Regions from separate parts of the Zea mays genome. Here region 2 is linked to region 1. Evidence: chromatin contacts called from public Hi-C data. All regions are on one chromosome and are shown on one strand. Each heading gives the region's core, a stretch centred on a gene start, on an enhancer-like site or on the middle of the called end of the contact. The rest is flanking DNA. Distances are from core to core; before and after follow the strand shown. Region 1 holds the start of LOC542618 (Rho-related protein from plants 2). Region 2 holds the start of LOC103654934 (terpene synthase 2, chloroplastic-like).

What was found. A called contact is a pair of places that touch in the nucleus more often than the background predicts.
Region 2: a Hi-C map of ear shows a contact between it and region 1, with 2.4 times the contacts expected there. The contact joins the promoter of LOC103654934 here to the promoter of LOC542618 in region 1. A contact is called at or near these places in 3 of 25 Hi-C or Micro-C datasets (bundle sheath, ear and tassel).

What each region holds. Positions count from the first base shown.
Region 1 is chr4:246,683,610-246,689,702 of Zm-B73-REFERENCE-NAM-5.0, reverse strand. It overlaps LOC542618 (Rho-related protein from plants 2), which reads left to right and starts at 4,631. Exons shown (of 7, transcript NM_001112145.2): 1 at 4,631-5,109. The coding sequence starts at 5,011. It overlaps LOC542656 (bifunctional protein FolD 4, chloroplastic), which reads left to right. Exons shown (of 5, transcript NM_001308477.1): 1 at 1-36; 2 at 334-659; 3 at 1,222-1,458; 4 at 1,545-1,712; 5 at 2,482-3,205. The coding sequence ends at 2,652.
Region 2 is chr4:246,940,322-246,947,290 of Zm-B73-REFERENCE-NAM-5.0, reverse strand. It overlaps LOC103654934 (terpene synthase 2, chloroplastic-like), which reads left to right and starts at 2,532. Exons shown (of 7, transcript XM_008681740.2): 1 at 2,532-2,821; 2 at 2,928-3,165; 3 at 3,279-3,666; 4 at 3,747-3,965; 5 at 4,098-4,236; 6 at 4,360-4,608; 7 at 4,751-5,298. The coding sequence starts at 2,555. The coding sequence ends at 5,026. It overlaps LOC100192883 (RAD1 DNA repair protein homolog), which reads left to right. Exons shown (of 14, transcript XM_035967571.1): 13 at 54-280; 14 at 367-984.

The DNA of each region.
Region 1 (6,093 bases), core at 3,382-5,881:
CGGTCCCCGCAGCCACCGCCTCTTCCGCCGACTCAGGTGCGCTTGCTTGGCTTGCTCTTTGGCGCTTCAGCTCAGACGACGTCTTGACGTGCTAGTGTGTCCTAGTGTCTTCTGTTCTGTCGAATTTTGGGCGTCGTGAAAAAGGTGAAACCTTTGGATAGGTGATAGGTCTTGCTTGTATTGAAGCAAGTTTAGGTAAGGTGATGATGTTAAAAATGGAACAGAGAATGTGTTCCCGTGAAGGAATGACTATTTATCAGTTTCAAGTGTACCGGCAAATGAAACTTATAAATCTGACTCTGCAACCTTTTTGATTTGTCTTCACATATGTAGCAACCGTCTCAGCCGATGCGCCTGCCAAACTGATTGACGGGAAGCTCGTGGCGAAGCAAGTGAGAGAAGAAATAGCTGTCCAAGTCACCAGGATGAAGGATGTGATCGGCATTGTGCCCGGCCTGGCTGTCATCCTTGTTGGGTCGAGGAAGGATTCTCAGACTTACGTGCGGAACAAGAAGAAGGCGTGCGAAGCGGTCGGTATAAAGTCGTACGAGGTCAACTTGCCTGAGGACAGCTCTGAGGAGGAGGTTATCAAGCACATAGCGAGTTTCAACAGTGACCCGTCCGTGCATGGCATCTTGGTTCAGTTGCCCTTACCAAGGGTGAGTGTTTGATTTTCATGACTCTGTTGGGTAGTATATGTAACCCATATGATAGGAACCTAGAGTTACAATTCTGCTTCTAGTAACCACCAACCAGAATATTTATGTTTTACTACTTTATTTTGCCTCTTAATGATTACCGACCTAGACAGTATATGGCATACCAGGGTAACATGTTTTGTTCATGACACACCCAGCTCAGTATTCTTAAATGGTAGAATTTTCCTATGGTGCACGATATGCTTCTTTGCTTGTCTTACTGAATAACATTTCTTATGTCCTGAAAGAAGCGTTAAACGTAGCCCTCCGGCAACTTTTGCAATGGTACACTGTATAATATCATGGATTCTGTGGTTTCCTGAGTTGGTTGTCACCAGTCTTATGATAATCATTGCTTTATGTAGATGCTAGAACTTTGTTACATGCATATGTGCTATCCGATGCTAGATAATAAGTTGGAACATGCAAATGCTGATAAAGTATTGATTGCTGTTAGTATAAAGTAGTGAATGGTTTCTTGCCCACCAAACATTCACATGTCTGTTGTGAAATCGTTTTGCAGCATATGAATGATGAGAACATTCTGAATGCGGTCAGTATTGAAAAGGATGTTGATGGCTTTCATCCGCTGAACATCGGACGGCTTGCAATGCAAGGCCGAGATCCGTTCTTTGTACCTTGCACCCCGAAAGGATGCATGGAGTTGCTACACCGACACGGAGTTGAAATTAAAGGGAAGAGAGCTGTTGTGATCGGACGAAGCAATATTGTTGGAACGCCTGCTGCATTGTTGTTGCAAGTATGAGCTAGCTCTTTATTTCAAATAGCTTAAACAGCCTTGTTAAAGAGTCTGATTAATCTTTCTTTGTATATGATTATCATCAGAAAGCAAATGCAACTGTCAGCATTGTTCATTCACAAACCAAGAACCCTGAGCAAATAACGAGACAGGCAGATATAGTCATCGCAGCTGTTGGAGTCGCCAACTTGGTCAGAGGGGATTGGATAAAGCCTGGAGCTACTATTATTGATGTTGGCATCAATCCAGTTGATGTAAGACTCACTTTTTTTTCTTCTTCCCGGCATCCTTCTTAAATAACCACTACCCTGTAGTGCTATATTGCTATTTTATGTTATTTCTATGCCCCCTTTTTTGGATCCGTGTGGCTCTTTTTGGGTTTCTTCTGTGGCCTGACATAACTTTGTTGAAATCAAAATGCCTAATTCTTGTTCTTAACACCTTCGTTTTTGTTCAGTCCTGTTCATTTAATGCTGAATGCGACCTTCAAATGCAAATGTCCCAATGGTAGATGGTCTCTTTGAATTTCAGTATGTTAGTGTGAGTGTGACCTACAGGGATACTGGTGTGTTCCTGCACAGGTTATTAGGAAGTTATTTGTTTGTCGCACATGGCACCTTGGGTTTTTTTATTACTTTGTCTGGTTCAGGACCTGAGATTCACAGAACTTTAATCGACCAGGACCATGGTCCCCTCCCCAATCCCCAGTGAGAATCCATTTATTAATACTGAAACCGGCTTCTTAAATTTATGAGCCCCATGTTAGAGTGTTCCAGGCGAAGTTTTGCCCAGTTTTCATTATACGCTTGTGCAGCAAGTGATGATCAATCAGACAATACTCTTAAACATGGCTCTCATGTTCCATGAGCCTGGTTCTGCATGCTGTCACATCCGAGCTGTGTTCTGCATATCATAGTAGCAAGCACCGTCTCTTTTCTCCTAGCTCCTTGTGTGATTGTGTCTCCATGCAACTCCCTTGGCGATTTGATTTGCTTACCAGTGTGATTTGGAATGATGACGCAGGACCCAGAGAGCCCCCGCGGGTACAGGCTCGTCGGGGACGTCTGCTACGAGGAAGCCTCCAAGGTCGCCGGAGCCATCACGCCGGTCCCAGGCGGCGTCGGGCCGATGACGATCGCGATGCTTCTGTCGAACACGCTCGAGTCGGCTAGACGGATCCACGGATTCAAGTAGCCGCCGCACCCACCGTCCGTCCAGCAGAGAGAAGCGAAGGCGTTGGCCCTGCCAGCCAAGCCAGACTAGTGCAGGGGTCGTAGGGAAAAAATAAATAAATAATTAAATAAATTTTGACGCAGATGAGATGGGAAATCCCAGCTTGACACTTTGTTAGGGTATTGTGCTTGATAAAAATATGGCACCAGGTGAATCTGAGGTGCCAGTAAATCTTGGATGAATTCTGCCGCACGCATCCGACCGGATCAGCAGAAACTTGTCTCCATGCCATGATCAGGGTACCTGTGTTGTGAGTGACTGTGGCTGTGACTGGTGGGTGCCGTTGTCGACGTGGGATAATGCCTGATCTGTCCAGTTGGATCCCCGATTTCATTAGCTGTCTGTCTGTCTGTCTGCCCCCGTTTTTTTTTTTGTGTGTGTGGTACACTGCACTGCACACGCATGCTGGTGTATTTGGTGGCCACCTAAACGCAGTAGCAGTTGGTTGAGCGAGTATGTGTTTGGTTTGAGGTTAAAGTGTGATGAGACGGGTGTGACACTGTCTCTTCGATTTTTTTGGATTACGTCGCTATTAAAAACTACTTCGGTATTTAACTTGTTCCTATGTGAATCTCATCTAAACACTATAGAAATTATAGTCGTTCCCTTATACTCTTTCATGTATATCCAACCAAACACACACTGTCGCGTTCATTAGAAAATATAAGCGAGATGCACTCTTAAAAGTGCTAGACTGGCGTTCATTAGAAAATAGAAGCGAGAATGCACTCTTAAAAGTGCTAGTGAGTAGTGACCCCAAATGAAAGGCACGTTAAGATAAAAATATATATACACTGGAAGACGCGTATGGAAGGAGAAATGGCGTGATGATTAGGGAGCAGACATGATCAAGAGGACGAGAGACAGTAGGAGGGCAGTTGATAGCAGTTAAGCAAAGCAACATTTTTTTGGGAAATGGTACTGCCACATTGGCTTTTCCGTTGCTGAATAAACGTCACTTGGAAGCATGCGTTATTTAGCCTGACGTACGAAAGTATCGGCACTGCGATATTATGATATTCCTAGAGTAGAGCGTGAACAATCTCATCGCAACCGGTGAATATAATATTGATAAATCAACAAGAAAAAAAACTGAGATAGCGTGACAACAGTAACAACACTAATCCTACTAGAGTGTGGACTACAATAGTTCTCTAAACAACTTCTAAATTTTAAAATTTAGAAGTGAACAAAAAAAACACGTCTCCAATAGTTCTCTAAATTAATAAGCTTGCTAAATTTAATTACTCCCTATCCAATCCAATTTACTTTTCAAGTTTGGCAATCGGATAAAAACTTTCTAAACACAGTTAACGTCGATCTCATAGTAGCTAAATTCGACGCACTCTTTTTTTTCCATTTCCCGCACAGCACTAGGTATGACACAAAGCTTATTTTCCATCGTCAGTCCACTGCCACCCCATAGGCCGCGCCGCCGAACCATCGCTCCCCCACATGTCATGCACTACCGGCCTTGTTCTTCACCCTCGACATTTATATGCTCTCGACCCTATTGTCAGCCAGATCCGAAGGGAGCAGGCCTACTAAAACTAGATTCAAAATTTAATTACTCTGTAAATATCATGAACTATCAGAGATTAAACTGCTTTTCTAATTCCAATAACTATTTAGCAACTTGGTAAACACGAGTTTATAAAGCTTTTTATAGATGCTTATTATAGATTATTGTCTAACATTTTACCCACTAATTTTTTATTTAAACAAACATCTATAGTAGGCTGGATTATATAATCTTTATAAAATAAACTGGATTATACTATAATTCTGCGAGAAAACAAGCATGCCCTTACTTTAGAGTTTTAAATATGCGGTGGATTAGGCTTGATGATAACCTAATAATACACGGGGGCAAGTTTGGCAGGCAGAGGCAGTGCAATAATAAAGAAGGAAATGATGCGCGCGCACACCGTGGCCACCCCTCTCTCTCTCTCTCTCCTTCCTTCCCTCCCCACCCACCACCGCGCCGGGCCACCACCACCCACTCTACCCTCCCCTCCCCACCACCACTAGCACCCACCGTCCCGGCGCGGAGACCGCTTCCCTCCCTCCGCCTCCGCAACCCTCTCCCGCCTCGCCCGCGCCTCCCTCCATTTGTCCGCGGCTCCCCTCCCTCCCGATCTTAACCACCCGCCACCCGGCTTCCTCTCCCCCTTCTTCCTCCCTCAAACCAGACGCTCGCCCCCCTTTCCTCCACCGCCTATCTTCTTCAGACGACCAGCAGGAGGTACGAGCAAGACCACCTAGGAGGCCTCTCTCTCCCCCCAGCCACCCCCGTAGCGAGAGGGAGGGCGGAAGAGGATGAGCGCGTCCAGGTTCATAAAGTGCGTCACGGTCGGGGACGGCGCCGTCGGCAAGACCTGCATGCTCATCTCCTACACCTCCAACACCTTCCCCACCGTACGCTCCTTCCTCCTCATTGTTGCTCCGCTGGAGAGGTTTCATTTTTTTTTGGGGGGTCCCGGTCCGGGATTTTGAATTGCGACGGCGTTCTTGATCGATCTGGGGCGTTGGATTCGGTGGGAATTCCCCCCGATTCGCCCCGCGCTCGTCAATTCCGCCCCGGTCACGACAATGCGGCTGTGCCAACTTTTCGTTTTTGTAATTATTATTAGGGTTCGGTCGGTCGCGTACCAGTACCACGCCAGCTGCCCGTTGGTTTTGGAGGAAACCGAAAGGGGATCTCATCTTCTCCTGCGCTGTTCTCAAATCAGACCCAAAACGGCCTCTTCAGCGCGCTGGGTTTGCAGGAATTGCCTCGCTCGTGTAGAAATTACCGTTACAGTTTCTAAGAAACCTGGGGAAATGTAGATTCCCTTGCAAATCTGCTCGCTTTCCCTTTCCCTGCTGCACCCCGCCTCGATCCGTTTCATCAACCAGACCGAGATCACTTTCTCGACCTCTTTTTAAGTTTACCCTGCCTGCCCGCCTGCCTGCCCTGTACCCTCGCCCTGGAAGTCACGCCTTCCGTATGGTTGGTGAAATGGATTGCCATTGCCTCACTTTACGCAATTCCACACTGGTTGTTGCACCAAGAGTGTCGCTAGCTTTTCACGCGTGCCCCCTCCACCTTTTCCAATACGAAATATCTCTTTGAAATAACTTTTTTTTTGGCCCTGTACCAGTGTGGTATATCCATATCACTGGATTTTTTTACGCATGCCCTCTCATTTTCCAATAGAAAACATCTCTTTCAAGAATTTTTTTTTGACTATGTATCAGAGTACTATGTGTCTATACCCATTGCATTGGATTTTCTCTCTCGAAAGATGTGATTTTGATTTTCAGCCGTGCCTTGCAGTAGGTTAGCTTGGAGCCCTGAGTATTAGCGTGACCATGGGCTAGTATATCCGGAGGACCACTGTGGACCGCCGCCCCCCATGC
Region 2 (6,969 bases), core at 1,283-3,782, 260 kb before region 1:
GCCCTTGTGTGTTTCAATTTATCTTTGGTTCAAAATGGTAATTTTCATTGCAGTTTTTGGAGGCATATGGCTACAAGCTCTCTGAGCAATGTCCCAGTGGAGATTTCATACCCATAAAAAATTTTATCATTGTTTTAAGCTTCATTGAGGAACTTGAGGTGAGACAGAGAGAGCTTGTTTGCCGGAGTATAATACAATCTTAAGAGGTTCAGATACAGTAAATTTATTGGTGCTCGATGATCTCAACAAAATGTTCACAGAATCACTTTTGCTAATTTTGGTAATCCTCTTTTTTTTCCAAACCATCACTGGGTGCTCTTTGTGTGTCAGGCTTTCAATAATTGCCTTATTTAAATCTTATCTCAGGAAAATATGGTGGCCTTCAGCAAACTGTCTTGCCCCGTATTCTGGTTTTGAGATGTGGACGAACAGGATTTACCCCCAAAGCTTGGAGGACCAAGCCAGCGTCGTTTGGCTACCTCCATTACTTCTTCAGTATTACAGGGTGTATGTTCCGTCCTTCTTGGAGTGGTGGAAGAGGGCTGCAGAGACAGTGCAGGGAATGGTCAAGAAAGCTGGATTCTCTCGTCATTTTGGGAGCCTGGAAGATTTGGAACCACTACAATAGATATGTGTTTGATGGAGAGACCCCAGCCTTTCTCGAACCCTGAAGCACTCTGAAGCAGACTGATGATGAGAGAAGCCTTTGAGAGCTAGCAGGAGTCAAGGGTCTCTCCTATTTAGGAGCTCCCTTGCTGGTCGTCTAAAGACTCCTCTTTCTCATGGATTTGTTTCTTTATGTTTATTTCTGCACTCCGTAAGGAGCGTTTTTTTTATTTGTATTTCGGTCTTCTATGGACCTTTTTTCTCTGTAAAAGGTTCCATTTCACATGTTTCACATAATCTTTCAGATATACTGCATTACTACTATCTTGATGCTTTTGTCTTCTGTGCTAGTCCAACAAAGTTTTATTTTCTACTGTCCTTCAATTTTGGTTCGTTGTAATGTTAGTTGCAGCAGTAGCGATTGTGATGTGTACTCTGCAACAGAATACATCCTATATATGATGGTGTTATCAGCTGGTGTTCTGGTATTTCTCTAGTAGAATTGTGCACAGGGATCCTTTATAAAATTATAATAGAGTAAATTTGACAGATCAACCAACATTTTAAGGATAATAGTCACAAACCACCAACTATTGTGCCTATTTCAGAGACCCAGTAATGCAAAGGGTTATTGCCTCAACTAACCCACCATTTTTTGCTTTGTAGTGTTGTATGCTAGTGTCTGTAGAATAGTAACAGCTGGATATAAACATCTTGCAAAACTAAATCTCGCGATAACTTCGTAGATCTGCTCAATAAGTCTATATCTACACCACACCTATGGAATTGGTATACAATGACGGTGAGTTGCAAGGTTTAGAGGGAGTCCTCCTCATAAACAATAAACTGTTCAAACATTATATTGTACTCTTTTCTTTGTATGAGTTTTTTTTTCACTCGCAAAGGTTTCTTATAAAAAGGTTTTTAACGAGACTATCAATACAAAAACACGACATATCTCCTATTTTCTCGTCAGGGTTTTTGAGGGAGATATATAAGACATGCTATATGTCATATCTTATGTTTCCCAAAAAGGTTTTTGAGATGAAATTCGAGAAATTCTTACTATTCTTACTTAAATATAGTAGTATAGTAGAGATATACCGCGAGTTATGGCCTAGGACCAGAGCAGAAGACCCAAGAGTTTCGTGGGCACACCAGACGCTGCCTGCTATTCCGCTTTCTTGCCTCAAGGAGTACAACAATCATCGAACCAGCACGTTGTTGAATTGCTGGATATAAATTAGCTACGATCCTGTTTAGATAGGCTAATTTTAACCGTTTTTTTTAGCTGGCCCGTGAATCACATGGTGGTGCTCGCCGGAGTTGGAATCCCAGCAATAGTCTAAGAACAAGCGCTTAGTCTGGTGTCTTTAGAAATTAAAACCAAGAGTAGGTTGGACTGAGCTATCTATCTATGTAGTATGGACGTACGGTGTGGGTACGTAACAAGCCAAGCAGCTCGTGAATCACATGGCGCTCGCCATTGTGTGGTTTGGAGCAATAATCAAGCCAAAAGAGGACAACCTGAACTTGACCATTTAATTTGGCTGTTGTGTGTGCAGCAGTAGTCATGTAATTTGGCGGTCATAGACTATAAATAAATCTAAATAAATATATAAAACTCATAAATACTCTGAATAAACTAAGGTACTCAAAGTTAATATGTTTGGGAATATCAAAGTTAATTAAACTTAACCTTCATATATATACCATTTATTATAATATTAAAATTTACCAGAAATATAAGTTTCCATAGTTTTATTAAATCATCTGAATTTGTTGTTGTTGTGGCTGCATATATATTTGGCAGGAAAAAAAAATCCCACGTGGTCAGTCAAAGGTTAGTATTAAACGAGAGGTCCAGATTGGTCTTGTGCTTGAGTGAGTAATAGCGACACATGATACTGTCTGCTGCAGGTTCATATGCTGGCTGTTGAGAAGCTGCATGCTTGCAACACCACACCACATAAATTTGGAGGGCCTGCGGACGCCCCGATGCATATCACTCACATGCATTCTTGCTCCTGCTAGGAGGATCGGAACCAGCATGTCTGAACGATGCATCTTCTCCTTCTCCACTCTGGCTTCGCCGGCGGCAGATGGAAACAACAGCCGGCGAGGAGGCCGCCACCGTGGCGATTCCATCGTCACCCGCTCTTCGGCGGCGGCCAACACGCTGCCGCTGCTCCGCAATGACGACTTCGACCTCCGGGTACCTCTCTAGTCTCTACTTCGATTTTTTTTTTTCTTCACAGTAGTCGCACGTAACATGCGTGGCTGGAACATGCACCTATATATGACGGACCTACTGCGTGCAGGAGGGCCTGACGGACGTACGAAATGTTCTCCGTCAACGTCAGAAGAGTGGCTGCAGCAGCAGGGACATGATGGTCACCGTCGACAACCTCAAGCGCCTCTGCATCGACCACTACTTCCAGGAAGAGATCGAGCGCGCCATGGGTGCCTGCTGCATGGGTCTCATCCACAGCGACGATCTCTTCGACGCGACGCTTGCCTTCAGGCTCCTCAGAGAGGCCGGCCATGGCGTTTCAGCAGGTCATCGATCCAACACACTAATTATTAAACACAAATCCATCCATGCATGATGATGTCTACGGTCGATCGACGACGACTGAACATGCATGGCTGCACGGCACTGCACATACCAGCAGATGATGTTTTACGGAGGTTCACTGACGACGACGACAGCGGCGGCGAGTTCAGGCTCGATCTCAGCAAGGACATCAGAGGGCTGCTGAGCCTGCACGACATGTCTCACCTGGACATGGGAGGGGAGGAGTTGCTCTGCAAGGCAAGAGTGTTCTCGCGCCACCACCTCGCTTCTGCCGTCAGGTACCTGGAGCCAAGCCTTGGCGAGTACGTGAGACAGTCGCTTGACCACCCCTACCACCTGAGCCTCACGCAGTACAAGGCTCGGCACCACCTCGCCTACCTCCAGAGCCTGCCCGTCAGAGACACCGCGCTCGAGAGACTAGTGGCTGCAGAGTTCCAGCTCAACAGATCGCTGCATCAGAAAGAAATGCAGGCCATTAAAAGGTACGCAAACTCAGTGCTGCTAGCTCATCGATCTTGTGTGCTAGCTATATATAATTATAATGTTGTTGTTTGATGCGCAGATGGTGGATGGAGCTAGGATTGGTTCAAGAAATACCTGTGGTGAGGGACCAGGTGCTGAAATGGTACATGTGGTCCATGACAGCGCTCCAAGGACGTTCCTTCTCCAGACACCGGGTTCAGATCACCAAGATCATCGCGCTCGTCTATGTCGTCGACGACATATTTGACCTTGTTGCCACACTAGATGAGCTCTCCCTCTTTGCAGAGGCAGTCAAAATGTAAGCTTCAATTAATATATATATATATATATATATATATATATATATATATATATATATATATATATATATATAATAGTTAATGTAAAACAATAATGATGGTCTCTAAAATTGCATGCAATTGATTGGCAGGTGGAACAGCACGGCTGCAGAGTCACTCCCTAGCTACATGAGATCATGCTACAAGGCTCTTTACACCGTCACAAATGAGATAGCGGATACGGCCGAAAAGGAGCATGGATTGAACCATGTTAATCATCTTAGAAAAGCAGTATGATGTGCGCTACTAGCTAAAAACTTTTATCTTGAATACACTTCTTCAATTTGATTTGCATGAAACCACACGTACGGTGAACAATTCCTAGAATTTATTTCCACCATATTTTCTCTGCAGTGGGCAGCGTTGTTTGATGGATTTATGGTCGAGGCAAGATGGCTAGCAACTGATAAGGTTCCTACTGCAGAGGATTACCTGACGAATGGTGTTGTCACATCAGGAGTGCCGCTCACATTTGTACACATATTCATCATGCTAGGGTGTGACGATGATCAAAGTACCCAAGCTCTCGTTGACCACATGCCCTCTGTCATCTCTTGCCCAGCCAAGATCCTCCGGCTTTGGGATGACATGGGCAGTGCAGAGGTTAGTTGAGCATACAGTACTACTTGTCAATTTTTTCCACCTTTAATTTGCACATCAAAATTTCCAAGTCTGCCTGTAATAATATTTAGCAGCAAACCTAGCTTTAGCTAGCACTTCTGTTCATGCATGCATGGACTTGCAGGATGAAGCTCAGGAAGGATTCGATGGTTCCTATAGGGATTTCTACCTCATGGAGAACCCTAGATGCAGCCGTAGCGATGCGGAAGCACATATGCGTAGCTTGATCGCAAGGGAGTGGGAGGAGCTCAATAGGGAGTGCTTATGCAAGAGGACCTTCTCCTCTAGCTTCACACACGTCTGCTTGAACGCCGCGCGAATGATCAGTGTCATGTACTCATACAACAAGGAACAAAGGCTTCTTGTCCTTGAGGACTATGCAAGGATGTTGATACTTTGAAGCTTTGCTCCATGGACATACATGTGAGACAACGTGCAGGGATGGATCTTGCCATCACTACTGCCGAGGACAAGGTTAGAGGTAGGTGTGGCATCCATCTTGAATCTATGGTGGAAAAGACACATCTGCCTTTGATCTGCAACGGTCCAAGGTCGCCACCACAATGATCCATATCTACCAATGTAATAATAATGTACGATAGCACTATATTTTTTGAAAAAAATGTAATATTGAAATATGCAACACAAGTAAGAGCTGTGTATAAGTCCCCACAAATATGACACATGGAAAGGTTACCATGCATGATGTCTCACAGCTACCACATCAGTCCAATATAGAGACAAAGGTGTGGGTGCTAATTTAGACACTATAAGGGTTAGTTTGGAAGCAAAGGAATATAAAACTAGCTAGAGAGGGAAAACCTCCCATAAATAACTAAATATCTTAGTCAAATGATACCCTAGGATTGCTCATCCTAGGGATCCCAAATAATTTAAGTTTTCTAACTAACCCTAATAGAAAAGTGTGTATGGTCTTGTAAAATATTGTTCTGTTGTAATAAAGTTTTTTTTTCTTTCAGGCTTTAGTCTATTGATTTGGTTGTATAGTTTGAAAGTACTTCTTTCATAAGTTATTGTGATTCATAGAAGGTTGACATCACCCACTACTAGAAAAATAATTTTCGGAGGTGATGAGAGAATTTATGGAGATAGTCTAATATTTACCACCTCTGTAAATATAGGCTTTAACAAAGACAAGTTTTTTAGAGGGGGTGCCTCTAGAAAATCCCACTGTCCATTAAAAACTACCCCAACTCTAACTCACCGGCTCAACATCGTGTGTTGTTGACGTTGATGGTCACCATATGGTTTTGAGTCGATGGTGAAGTCCAAGGCCCTAAGGAAAAAATCCTAGTCCCTGATGAAAGAAATGGCAAGAGCGTTGTACACTGCTGAATGAATGATGAAATCTTGGGAGCAAAAGCTAATTGTTTGTTGGCTATGTGTTAGCAATAATCTAGACGTGCGTGTATTGGGTGCGTTTGTTTTAATGTGTGTTGCGTCATATGTGTTAGTGGAACAAACATGGTTCAAAATACCATTTGTACATAATTTTAGTTTTTTACTATTTAAATGCGAGAAAGAACGTCGATGGTGGAAACCGTGGAACCGTGAAAACTAGTGTTTTATATAGTAGAAAATTTTAAACAGTGTCACAAAAGAATTTTGAAGTTTTTAGCGCCATAAAAAGAACAAGGGTGTGTTTGGTCACCTGGCCTATCCTAACCTGGCTAGTTTTATAAGCCAGGACAGTCGAAGCCTGGCTAGTGCTATACAAGATGCAATTGTTTGGTTGCATAGTTTGTCGGAGCCTGCATTATAAATGTGTCTTTCATTGTCCAACTTGGCTTGCATAGAATAATCGCATCTTTGCCATGGTAGATTTACCTCTCACACAATCTATCAAACACTACGTGAGCATCATATATAGCAGCGTCGAGCTTGCATCCATGGCCGACGAGGGTGGAGCTAGGGATTGCGCCCAACGTTAATGTGGTTTGTGGTGGGGCTAGAACCATGGCCGGCGTGGAGAAGAACCTCAAACTCCTCTCTGTCCTCACGATGTTGCATCCTCGTCTTCGCGCAATGGTGGTGGAGCCGAGGATGAACAAGGTCATGGTTGCGCGCACATGGGGCATAGCAGTGCTCGATTGAGCTTGTTTGATGGTCGACGACATTCACATGGTGCTCGACAGATCTCACATGGGACCTATCGAAGCTCATGCAGGGGCCGATGAATTTTGTGAGGATCTCGGTGAAGCTTGGTATAGCTGACGGTGGCTACGACGATCATGTGGTAGCCGACAGTAGAAGAGGAGGTGAGCCGGTCGTGATTACGCATCTCGACGAAGACACAAAGGAGCAAGGAGGTAAGCCAAATCC